Linked DNA regions of Gasterosteus aculeatus: region 2 is linked to region 1. The links are chromatin contacts, called in public Hi-C maps. All regions are on one chromosome and are shown on one strand. Each heading gives the region's core, a stretch centred on a gene start, on an enhancer-like site or on the middle of the called end of the contact. The rest is flanking DNA. Distances are from core to core; before and after follow the strand shown. Region 1 holds the start of fli1 (Fli-1 proto-oncogene, ETS transcription factor). Region 2 overlaps LOC144411461 (a long non-coding RNA gene).

Region 1 (6,366 bases), core at 1,545-4,044:
AACGGAGTTAACGGACCAAGCGTTCCGCATCTGTCAACTCAAAAGGTTTTCAACTTACTGGGAACAGACACCCTGCCGCTGTCCCGCGCGTTCCACAGCTCAACTCTGCCCTCTATCTCTGGCTCTCCGCAATGCAGGCGCAGTTCAACTTCTACCAACTTTCTTTTTTTTAAAGCGGTAGCGTGACACAAGTGAAACCTAAATGCCTGCTTGGTTTTGGATTAAAAACCCAAACCTGAAATTTTTAAAGTTGTATTTTTCTCTTTTTTGTATCAGCTCCTGTCACTTTGCCAAATTGAAACAAAAAATCACCCAAACCCCATTTGGTTGAGGTCTTCTGTCAGAGCCACCTAGCGGCTTCTGTGGGCCTCGCCGGGCGTCTCCAGCGGCCCGCGGCCACGTGTTAACACTTTGCTCCCCAAATACCCACGACGACAGCGGCGCTCTGTCTCTTTAAGGGCCGCCGTGGAATGCTGTGGGTTTCGCCTAGGCGTTTGGTGTAGTGCCCTCACCCACACATAAACACCCCCCCCCCCCCACACCAAAAAAAAAAAAGTGGCCGTGACTCACTGTCCCTCTCGCTCCCTCCCAGATGACTCCCTCCTCGCGGCGTCCCCGCGGCCTGCAGGACGCTTCGCTGCAGGACGCTTCGCTGCAGGCCGCGTCGTATGTTTCCAGTTTCGCGTGTTTGTTTGTGCCACAGGTGAAACAGGGAGGGTGCTGCTGTGGTATTTGACCTCAGCAACCCCCCCCCACGCAAAGGCGACCCGGAATAGGAAGCCAACAACACAGCGCAGATGTTTGTAAACAGCATGTTGTCTTTGCACCGATCGCGGGTATGGTGATCTTAACACAAGCACATTTCCTCCTTCATACTGTTAGTTAGCACTTTAACACTGAGTTACCGACGCCGATCAGCAGCACAGACAAGCGACTCGGGGGCCCCGCGAAGTCCTCAAAGAGCCGCTCCTAGCTTGAGCCACAGAGCCCTCCAGTGGTGACAGTTGGCAGCAAGCCTTCCCCATGAATAGGATCAATAGGCGAGCTCCCACTTATTAGATCCAGATTTGACCGTCTGACGGCACAGATGAATGATTTTTGTAGTCTGGTGAGCAGCCCACATCGAGTTCAGCCTGTCAGACATGTCTGGGGGGGCGTGGGGGAGGAAAAAGAGAGAGACCCGGGCCTCAAAAGCCTTGAGAATGCGGGACGGGGGTAAACCTTAAACCTGAGAGCTCAGCTCGGGCCCGCAGCCTCCCAGGGAACAACACTTTTCTTATAGAGCTGGCGGGCCAGACCCAAATGAGAGGTGACAGCATATTCATTTCACTCAGTGTTTTTCTTTAAGGGCTTTTTAAAATGCTGCTGAATGATGAGCGGTCAGTGGATTTATAGTTGGGGGGATGATTTAGCCTCTCTAAATGGCACTGCTTTCCCTCTGCTCTCGCTTGCCTTGCTTATTTCCACAGGAACAGTCATTTCGAGAGGCTTTATTTCAGCCTCATGTTCTTCATGTAGAGATGACTGCCCCCCCCCCCCACGTAAAGGCAGCACCTTGTCTCCCCATGCGCAGTCTGCGCCCAGAGGCAGGGTGTGCCCACACTTAGAGCTGAATTGACATAAGATAAGTGGTGGAGGAAATCCACGTATACACCCTGAGAAAAAGAGGAATTCTCACACGCTGCAAATGCCCTCCAAATACGCTCTCCACCAGAACGTATTGTACCTTCATGATAACACGCATCTCGTCTCGACACCGCCATGCCCCTCCACAACCCCCCCTCCCACACACCCACACACACTCTCCGGTGGCGAGAAATCCCAAAGACTGAGGGGATGAGGTCACACAGTGGACGCATCAGCGGTTGCCTCTGGGCCTGATGAGTGGCAACACATCAGGAGGCATTCGGAGGTCGTTCATTTATAGGGATGCTATTACCGTCATAAATGCTGGCCCCGTAAAACGAATGCCTTGCTTTAATTTAATACTTCCCCCTGCTAATTATCGCCGCGCGCACACACACACACACACACACACACACACATAAGCGGGCGGCTGTCTGCGCCCTGCGTGAGCCGTTTTTTCGCCCGAACGGATTCTTTGAATTCTGTAGTTGGGTGGTGCCTCGTTAAGTCGGGCAGAGCAGGACCGCTCTCCTGTAATCTGTTGTTCTTGTGTGAAATGTGTGCGTCGAGTTTCCGGTTTCTTGATTAGGCCTTTGTTTTAAATGTTGCGCGTAAAACACAAGACACAAACGTCAAGAGCTTCCTTCTCTCTTGCGCACGAGCCGTCGGTGCGCCCTGCCTTCCCCCGGTGCCGCGCTGCCCGTTTTCCCTCTCCCAGAGGGGCACAGGGCTGCAATTGGACCAAATCTCCATCTCCAGATCATCTCTCCGCGTCCCCTTTGACTAAATAAATAACTCATTACAGTTCACAGTAAGGAGCTTCATTTACTCGAGGCGATGTGATCGCAGATGTCTCCGGGTTGCCCCACGTCGACTCATACACAAGTGTTTTTGGGTGGAATCCCGAGGGAAGGAGCGTTGAAACGAGACTGGCAGTGGAATGCAGGAGGAGAGCTGTCGATGGCAGATTGTTTGGCCTTGCTGCACAGTAGTATTGAGTTTGCTAAAAAAAAAAAAAGGGGGGGGGGGGGATTCTGTCAACAGCGTTAAGGCTTGAGGCCCGTGTGCTAATAAATCACGATGGACAATAGTGAACCCTCTGGCTCACACAAGAGGCGCAACCACCCCCCAAAAGCCGTATTCCACATGTAATGTCAGTGGCAAAAACACGAGGAGCCCTGGATGCCGCAAGAGTTGATGAGACAACCAGACGGAACTTGTGAGGCATTTGCAAATATATTATTCATAAAGGCGGCATTGGAGCGTAAGAACGAGCGTTTCCAGGATGTTCGGACAGTCGCAGAGGATGAATTCAACATCATTGGCAACCGGTAAACAGTTACTTGCAAATATGAACGCGGATGTCATTTTTGTCATTTTTGGTCTTTTCCATATCCTTTCATTCTGAATGTAGATTTACCTTATGAGCTATTGCCATTGTCTTTAATAATGTTTTAAAAGAATACCTCCCCACAATATCTATTTATTTTCCTTGTCTTTTTTTGTGTACTTTATATTTGCTGTTCAAATGTGTTAGAAAACTTCTACTGTATCCTGAGGAAGGCAACGCAGCAGGCGCATGAATGCCATTTCTTAAGCAAAACGGATGGTGGGATTTCCGTCCATTGTTTGGTGCTGGGAACATTGTTATCAATGTTGTTGTTTTTAATCATTGCATTAGGAAGCGCTGCCACAAACAGAAGGTCTAGGCGGAGATGAAAGACGACCTTGTTACCGGACCCCCTAGTAAAAAGAAATTAAAAAAACAACAACTCATATTTCGCTTTTTCATTAAGGTTTCTTATAGACTTTTTCCGTCCGAGTATTTAGGGGAAAACATCACACGGTTCAAAATCATCATGCAGCAAATTTGTATTTTTTCATTTTGTATTAATGAGACGCTCGTTGCGATGCGCAGGACTGCGGATTGTTACTGATCACCATGCGTGCTTTGCGTGTGGCTCTCCAATGCAAAGAAAGAAAGAAAGAAAGAAAGGAAACTTCCTCGGTTTCACCTCGGTTGCTCTTGGTGAAAAAGGCGACCTTGATGAGGCTATAAAATGCTACGGTCGAGCGACTTTCCTCACCGTGAATTGCACCACATCCTCTTTTTGACGGTGGTGGGGGAGGGAGGGAGGGGGGGGGGGTGTTCTTGGTCGAAGATGAGGGCAGCAGTGCGAAGGAAATGAAGTTAGTAAAGTGAGTGGGGTCAACTGAGCAGGAAAAGACCAAACCCGCTGCGGAGGAACTGCTGCTGGTTGTAATTCCTACGGGAGGTGTCACCATCCGGGCACCGTGGATGAACGTCAGCACATAAAGACGCCTCTGATATTTATTAAAAGCATTGTGTGCCTTTCGTATCATCGCCGTGGCCGAAGGAAACCGCGGTTCGCTCTGCGGAGAGCTGTGGAAATAAACACAAAACGACGTGTTTTCTGCAAACACCACGTCGGGCTTGATCTTTGGTGAATGACCGTTTCCTTCAGAAGGCTCCGCGTTGTCACGCGCGGGGCCCCCAAAATACACCTGGACACACCTCGTCTGCGGAGGGGAGGGGAGGGGAGGGGGGGGGGGGGGGGTGAGAGGACCGTTTCTTGGGAAGCAGTGACGCGTGTGGTTCTTCTGAAGGTCTGACAGTTGATCCGCGCGCGCGCGCGCTCCGACGCGCGTAAAACGTCGCATCCCAACGGAACCACAAAGACATAAAAACATCTGTTTAAAACAATCAAAACAAAAACAACTGGGGGAAAAAAAAACACAGCAACACAACCAGTTCTATGCTACACATTTACCAGGAGATGGAATAAAGCAGATTTATGACGCTCTCTCTCTCTCTCTCTCTCTCTCTCTCTCTCTCTCTCTCCCTCCCTGTGCTTCCCCCTTATTTCGCGGTTCAGTGGCCTCACGCGGCGGGCAAAGGGGAGGTTTTCTCTCGCTGCTCATTGGTCGCGGCTCCCGCATCGCAGCGAGGTCTCCATTCATACACCCGGGCGCTGCTTTTCAGACACTTTCTTCTCTCTAAATAACTCACTGTCAACATCTTTGGGAGAAGAAAAAAAAAAACGGGCTTCGCCTGCACGGGACTTAATTACGTAGCGTTTGGCGGTGGGGCTGATTCGATCGAAATATTCAGATCCAACGACCGAGAGAAAAAAATAAAACGACAGGTGAGTGAGGGGGGGGGGGGGGTCGCTTTTGTGGAAATAAGTCTTGCTCGGCGACTCTGCAGCGTGGGTGTGCACGCAAGATGGCAACACGTCGTTTCCCACTTTGCTTCGCCGTGCAGTCCGATTCGAGGGTGTTTTTTGGGGGGGGGGGGGGGGGCGAGGCGGATATAGCGGACTAAACCGCGGCGTCCGCCTCGACGCTGTTGGGGTTAATGTTAATATTTATTTGCGCTACACTTTGTTGTTCGAACGATTCGCTTCACTCGTGGCAAAAGAAAAATAGTTTTGCTATCGAGAAAAAAAAATAAAAATAAACTTGTGTCAGCTCACCTCTTCGCTGTCTCTTCTATAAGGGGCTTTAGTCTTTACGAGGAAGACAGAAAGAAAAAAAAAGATAATGGAATGCGCATTCGCTGAATATCGGTTCGCTCTCGTCTGTGATGGATAACAGCGAGGTAAGATGCTTAAAATGTAACACTAGAGGGGTGCCGGCCCACGGGGCTGTCTGGGAGGGAGGTTCACGCCGTTATTCACCAGTCCTCCTGCGCCTAATTGGCTGCAGATGCGGTGTCCTATACGCTCCTTTTTTTTTTTTACCGCGTATAAATTGGATGCATCTGAGGAGCTTTATGAGGCGAGCCCCGCGTTTGCATGCAGGAGCCCAGAGGACAAAAAAAACCCCAATGATATACCGTGCCACGTTTATACGGAAGCCCTCTCTCTTTTTTGCTGTTGATAATTTATCAAAGACCAGGAATTGAAGGAAATACTCGATAAACCGATAAATCGATGAACCCACGAGCTGTTAAACCCCTGGATGTGTTCTAGGGAAGATGTGCCTCTGCCTTCTCTTTTATTTTGTAAAGTTTCAGATGCCACGATCCAATCGGGAAAATGATCAGGTCACAGTGAACGGCGTGAAAGGCCTGAAACTTTAGAGGTCTTGAATAAACGCAGAGGTCAATATTCGTTCATTTGCTTCCTCACACACTCTATATAACTGCCATTCGTGACGGCACATGCCACTGCCTTCCTAATGATTGCACGCGGAGGGAAGGGCTAAAGACTCCGTCCTCTAAGTGCCCTTTCACCCCAGACTTTGTAAGCTGCTCTTATTAAAGCGAAAAGTGTTTCAATATGTGGTAAGCTTCGGGGGGGAGGGGGGGGGGGGGCGATGGGGGTGGGGATGGGGCCCTCTTGTTCTTCTTCTCGCTGGCCTGCTCCTTTTTTTGGGCGACTTGGAGTCGTTCATCCATGGCACCCGGCGGGGTCAGTGGCGCATCGGTTGGCGTTATTACCGGACGGGCCGGGGTAATTAAAAGCCGCGCGCATCTAATGCCCCTGACCACTGTGGAGAGAAATGAGGCCTCTATGACTCAATTGGGGGGGATTATGTGCGCAGTCGGGCGTGCAGGGGGGGGCATTGGGTAAACTCGACTTTCCCTTTATTGCGATGGAAGTGGAGGTTCATAATACCTGCGGTACTTGCCGGATGTTTGCTGTCAGGTGTAAATGTAGTGATGGCAACAAGAAAATAAAGTCGGTAGATTTTTTTTCTCCAGGAAAGAGGAAA
Region 2 (6,467 bases), core at 2,661-5,160, 63 kb before region 1:
TACATTTGTACATTTTGTTTTACATAATAATTCATTTTGCTCTTTGTTTTAAATGAAAATGTCACGTCCAAGAAGCGGTGCTAATAAGGTTTGTCTCGTGTCTGCGTTGCTCATGATTTCCTGTTTTATTTTGAAAACTAACCTTTCTCTCGTCTCAGGCAACTTCCCCCTGTGTGCCGGTCCGATTGTCTGCCCCGCCCCTGATTGTTCACATCTGTGCCGTTGCCCTGTGTGTATGTATTGTCTGCGTCTCCCTTTGTCCTGTGCCGGTTCGTCTTCGTCCCGTATTTCATTTGCTGCCTTTTTTTAATAAACTTTGAGCATCGAGTTGTGCGTTTGGATTCAGGGCCAGAAAATGCGTATATCTCCACCCATCAGTGTCCTTCTCTGTCGTTCCTGCCATCCATCTATTACTCTGTCAGCATCAGTCACGCTGAAGTTCACTTGCTCGTAAGGAGGGAAGTTAAAGTACGGTTTGATTCTGAAAGACAGAATAAATCAAGCTTCTACACGACTGAACGGTCGTCTGGATCATTATTGTGTGCCAGCAAGACACTGCGTGATGTAGTCATGTGTTGTGCTTTTTCATACGAGCATTCTTTGGGTTAGCTAGAAACCCGCACAGTTATTATGTGGTAAATATCAAAGCCGCTGCGGCCACTGGGGCTGAAGTGGAGAGCGTGGGAGGTTTGTGACATCCCCAAATCCTCGTCATCCGCCCTCCGAAAACATGGATGATTGTTTGCTGCTTTGCCGTTTTCCTCGTTTAGATGAAGCGTCATCGCATCCTCAGCCAAACCCCTCCTGGGGGAAATCCTCAGTGAGGACGGGACAAATGTATTTTATAGGTATTAAGTCTTAGAAAGACTGCATTAATAGTAACGAATACCTTGATATTGTTGGATCAAAAATCTCAGAACTTTGGCGAGTCAAATCAAATTAGTTCCGCGTCACTCCGTCGGTGCATCTCTGCGTTTGGTGGAGAGGAATGTGTGCCGGTGCCTGGTTTTATTAGTGCTCACATGAGCCTGACCTCAGGGTGTAAAGGGCTGTTGCTTCACCGTTACTTCTCCAGCTCAGGTTACACATCACCCATCAACCCTGGAGGAAAGCAAAACAGAGATGACCGCTGCCTGAAACCGTCCTTCTCTCTCACACGTGGATGCATAAAATGTGTGGGTTAATATACGTTAAAGTTGGTCAAAAATGATCTCTTTATTCATTATTATTTTTCTTTTCTTTTAACTACGTACAAACACGCCTGTGTAAAAACTGCTTAGTGCAGTTTACCTTAGTAAAAGGTATATATATATTATATATTGACCCTAGAAGAGATATGTGTAATTGATCTTGTCAGCTCACATTTGACCCCTGCCCTGAAATCACGATATGAAAATGTGCATAATCACCCTCCTACAGAGAGATAATTGACACTATAATAAATGCTGAAAATGGGCACGTCCTTGAGAGTGGACCGTCCCCAAAAGTGTAGCTGTTGGGGACCTACCGTGTGGTGTCAGGTTTCAGCTCAGTAATGGGTTGGCCCTTGCATTCATATATATATATATATATATATATGGTGTATATGAACAAGTCATTGAAGAGTGCAGAACATACTTTTTAATATTACAATCACTTAGCCTGCTTTCACGTCCATTAGCATCACCGCCAAAGTAATGGGGGCAAAGAAATCGGAACCTATACGAGTGCGAAGTTGTGTAGATCTAAATGCTCTCACGTCTGATCCCTAATCTGTGTCCTCATCCTATCAGGACCTGCACGCTGTCGCTGTGTGCAAAAAGGGCAGCAAGCTGAGGAAGCCAGGAAACAGAAGCTCACATTGGAACAAATGGATCAATGGTGAGCTTCTCGCCCACACCGCCAATGGGTGCAGTGCGTTCATTGGTTTGAAGGTACAGAGAGAGTAAGGGAAAAGGAGTCAACCGTCTCCCCCCTCTTTCATCATTTCCCCAGGACCCACCTTCATTAAAACTCACTCCAGGGTTATGAATGGGCCTGTCTGGCCCGCGGCACGGCCTTGAGAGCCCAGCTGGTTTCTATTAAAGACTCAAGGTGTGTGTGTGTGTGTGTGTGTGTGTGTGTGTCGGTCGCTGGTGGTGCGGGAGAGATTGAGAGAGAGAGAGAAAGAGAGCGAGGCAGCGCTCGGTCATCTGACACTGAGGGGTAACAGGTCCTGGTTTTATCCCAGACAGGTAGCTCTGATGAGACCCAGAATCCAGGTGCTGCCAGAGCCGAACGAGACGGGGGGGGGGGGGGGGCAATCGTCTGTGGATGAAGGGAGAGTTGGAGAGAAGACATGTAACCTTTGTTTTTTTCACGCCTTATAGGGTGTCCTTCCGAGCTCCTCCCCAAGACCTTTATCTCCCTTTCAGCTTTTATTCTCCTGTTTCTCCCACTTTCTCGTGCTCTTTTCTTCCTCTTTTGCTGTCTTTTCGCTATCCTTCCATCACCTGCCTGCCCTTGGTTATTTATAGTAATGAATAAAAAAAAAAAACAGTTTGCCTCTCTTTGCTCGGACATTATTTTCTTGGCTGCGATCCAAACACCAGGATGGGATATCGGGCCCTGAGCCCAGACATTTAGGGCCCATTTTTATGAAAGTGTATAAATCTTACTGAGCCACGGAGGCATATATGTTGTCAGTATCACGGCCTTTTGTTCTCACGTCCGTCCGTTATTGCAGTGTTGGGGCGGGAGGGTTGAGAGCTGGAATTAAACCGTTCAAATGAAGGACCCACGGTACGGTAGCTTAATGTGTCCCCCCCAAAACCAGACGGGACCAAGAAAGTCCAAACGTCACTGGTCGATATGTTGAGAAGGAGAATAATGTTAGAGGAGTACTATGACTGTGGATCATAATGACAACACCAATCCATGTTCCTTCATAGACTTTAAGACTAAACAATGGGCCATGAGGACCACTAATGGAAGAAAGGAAGACACAACAACACGACTGGTGTAAACCTGTACTGGTGATATTTGGGCCACTCGTGTATTGACAGATGTCGTGTTGACGCACGTTTCAGATGCTAGATAGCTGTACATCACGGTGCTCATGGTGACAGTGGAGACGGAGACAAGGAAAGAGGACATTTATTTATAGTAGCACTTTGTGCGTCGGACTCACACAACCTTTCCCCTCCCTCCCACCCATTTGTGTTCCCATGCTTGTTTAAAATCGCCTCACTTACATCAGGGTTTACATTCTCATGCCCTCCCACCCCCTACAAACGTTTTTTTTTAGGGGGGGTGAGGGGGGGACGGGGGGTTCTCCTTCTCTTTCTCCCATCAGTGACACCCTCACTCCCAACAGCGAACCGGTACCCTTCGGCCATCCTACTGCTGCACAGTGCAACACATGTGCTTCCGATTAGGCTTTCTTTTGTGAAGAAGTGAGGCTCCTCAGACCACCGGCCCCCTTCTTGCATTCACACACCCCCATGTTAGTTCACATGGACACATATGGGTAGAAAACATTAGGAGCCCCCTCCTAGTATTGAGTTACCCACTTTGGCTCAATACAAATTCATGTCATCAGTCATGCTGCTGCTTAAATGTGCTTTTTATTGCCTTTCTCCCGATCCATCTATTGAGAGGATTTGGATGTTGACGGGTAAATACATTTCTCGCGTGTGTATTTACTTACTTGATGGGTGTATTAGTCGTGCGATTCTTTCAGCTGTGCAAGGGAACGCTAAAGTGTAAAATGTATATGTATGTCTTTATTTTTGTTTTCCTACATACACCGGTAACTATGAGAATGAATCCCCTAAACTGTGTTCCCCGTAATTAGACACGTTCAAGTCGTTAGTGTTTGTCTCTTGGGAGCTGTTACTGTATCGGAGCCCCCTGAAAAGTCACATAATGAAGTTCTGTTGGGCACCACTAGGGGAGCCCTTGTTACACTTGTAACACCACAGTCTCAGGCACACAATAGTTTCTGATGTAGAGGTCTGCTGCAAGGGTGATTTTTTTTTTCTTTTGCCGCCCTTCACTGAAATCCTGGCAATCAACTTTGCAATAATCCTGCAGGCACTAATGGTTAACGCGGTCTCCTTTGGCCCTCGAACAGCCGAGTCGGCTCCGAGGTCTGCCATCACTCATCATTAAATGTTTCATTGGACATCAACTCTGACAAAAGGGGATTTGAGCATGTGTGCGCACACATACTAGTTCATTGTTTGCCGGTGTCTCATATAGCAGCAACATTTAAGTGAAGGGTTTTTTTTCTAGGCCGCTTTTGCGGCTTGTGATTGAAATTATTGTTGCCAAGGAAACGCTCTAATTTGGCTTCACTGTAGACATTGTGGTTTGAGCAACAGGTGTCTGTTATTTTGGGTTGCTTTGTTGCAGAGTGCTGTGTGCTTAAGTAACCCCGTTTGTGTGTGTGTGTGTGTGTGTGTGTGTGCTGATGTGTGTCGCATGTCTCGCATGCTACCTTTGCATCTTCAGAAGGGACAGAAATACGCAGCCCCGAGCTGAGACGAGCAAGTGCGGTTCGCTGAGCTTCACACCCATGGGATCCATAGCATTTGTTTGCCTACCTCCCTTGAAGGTGTGAGATTAAAAAAAAAAAGTAATTTAAGAAAATCCGACACACGGGGGAAAAAGAAACAGGTTACCAAAGTTGTGTGCCGCGATTCAACCGCCGCTCAACTTGACCTTTTAATTTTTCCACTGCTGGTTGGGTTTGAGCTGACAGGTAAACCGGTCGGATTAGACCTCACAAACGTCACAAGCCTCCATCTGTGACATGAAACCGAGAGCAATCCACGCTTACCACCCATTTACATGACAGATGCGACATTGTGAGACGGCCTCTTCTCAATGTAACTCACCATCTGGTGAAGTATATCTTATAAGTCCATTGTTTTTCACACTTTATGAATGAGCAAATTACGTGCATGCGACTTATTTCCGCCACACGAGAACATTACCTTTCTGTTTTACCTTCACATCAGAGGTACCGGGCGCTTTGGGTGCGTCCGACAGATGCGCGCTGGCGTTCACGTGCGTGCTCACCGATAGGCCGCCCTCTCTCGCTTGCTCTGTCACACATTCAAGGCATCCCGTGATAAATGTCTTGAAACAGGGGGGCGGAGGGGGGGGGGCTCTTTTGACCTTAGCCACTGTGTCCACCCAGCGCAGGCCCCAGGGAGTCCGCCTCCCTTTGACCTCCCGCTGCCCGGCCGATGCATGTTTGAGAGAGAGAGGAGGGGGGGGAAAAGAGTTCTCCTGCCCTGTGACCTCTCTCCGGGCCCTGAGCGCGGGGGTGGGGGTGGGAGGGTTTGAGCCCACCACGCCACATGAGGCCCCGCTGCGTGGTGTCTTCGTCCTGTGTTATTCCAACTCTCTAGTTACAGTCCTAAACCCAAGGGGGTCTTTAACGGGGGGCCTTGGGATCACAGGCCTGACTGTTAACAGCTCCGGGGTGAAAGGCCTCGGGCGCTGCCCTAAGCCCTGCGTGTCACATGCTCCCTTGGCTTAGCCCGCTGTGGCCCGTCCAGCCTGGATACCAGGGGTTTCACGTTGGAAATATACGTGGCCAAATTAGCGCATACGGTGCATAGATTATTACATCGTCACGTGACTGACAATGAACACCGACCTGTATGTCTGAATGGAGTCATCAGTAGCTTTTTACTTGATTTCAGAGATGTCACTCACCCAACCACCTTCGATACACCATGATGGATTGCAGGAGGGAAAGTGCACTTCTAATCATTTAAATATATGCATGCTCGTCAGCTAAGTATTCAGCTTTCGCTTCAGCCCTTTTACTGACCCAACAATTTATCTTTTTTGACGGTGTCAGCTCAGAGAAATTTCCCATTATCTCCAAGCATCATCTGCTTATGTAGCACATTTGAACCTGTCAACGTCCATCCAAACGTTGTAATTGATGTGTGATCTGCTGCAAGCCCCCAAAAAACGCTGCTTATTATGTCAAAATTACACTTGTCATTTTCTATCCGACGACATGCCTCTCATGATAACAGTTATTCTGTTCCCACAGGTGTGATTTGTCTCCTCCGTCATCCCAATTTGACACCTCACCCCCTCCCTCCCCCCTCCGACAGTAAGTGATGTTATTTTGAAGATTTTCTCTTTATATTCAGGATATTTTTTTGGGGGGGGGGTGGGGGGGAGGCATTTGGGGTCTATGGTTCCTACACAAGTTCAATAGATTAAAACCGTCTCTGATGCAAATACATAGAGCACATTAACACTCATTGCCCCCGGTGTCTGTTTGGAGAAGCTTTACGGAGACGAGGCTGGACGAGGGGGGGGGGGAGGGAGGGGGGGGGGGGGCAGTCTGAGGTAGTTAAGGTGCAACAACACGAAGGGAATGTAACTAACTAAGGCTTCAGCGTAGCTGTGCAGCAGTCGAGGTAACGTTCTACGACCCGGTTGGATGTGTCGCTGGGACGGAGGGAGTTGAGCCA

What was found. A called contact is a pair of places that touch in the nucleus more often than the background predicts.
Region 2: a contact with region 1 is called in a Hi-C map of liver, with 2.0 times the contacts expected there. The contact joins the enhancer-like site here to the promoter of fli1 in region 1. A contact is called at or near these places in 6 of 6 Hi-C or Micro-C datasets (blood and trunk muscle, liver, skeletal muscle and 2 more).

Annotation. Positions count from the first base shown.
Region 1 is chr1:4,244,624-4,250,989 of fGasAcu3.hap1.1, reverse strand. It overlaps fli1 (Fli-1 proto-oncogene, ETS transcription factor), which reads left to right and starts at 2,794. Exons shown (of 9, transcript XM_078108346.1): 1 at 2,794-2,957. The coding sequence starts at 2,809.
Region 2 is chr1:4,308,219-4,314,685 of fGasAcu3.hap1.1, reverse strand. It overlaps LOC144411461 (a long non-coding RNA gene), which reads left to right. Exons shown (of 3, transcript XR_013468636.1): 2 at 1,773-1,860; 3 at 6,038-6,467. Among protein-coding and RNA genes, the nearest start is that of LOC144411461, 4.0 kb to the left of the region's middle. Within about 2 kb of position 3,910, at least 3 of the 9 cell types and tissues checked have open chromatin away from gene starts, as enhancers often do.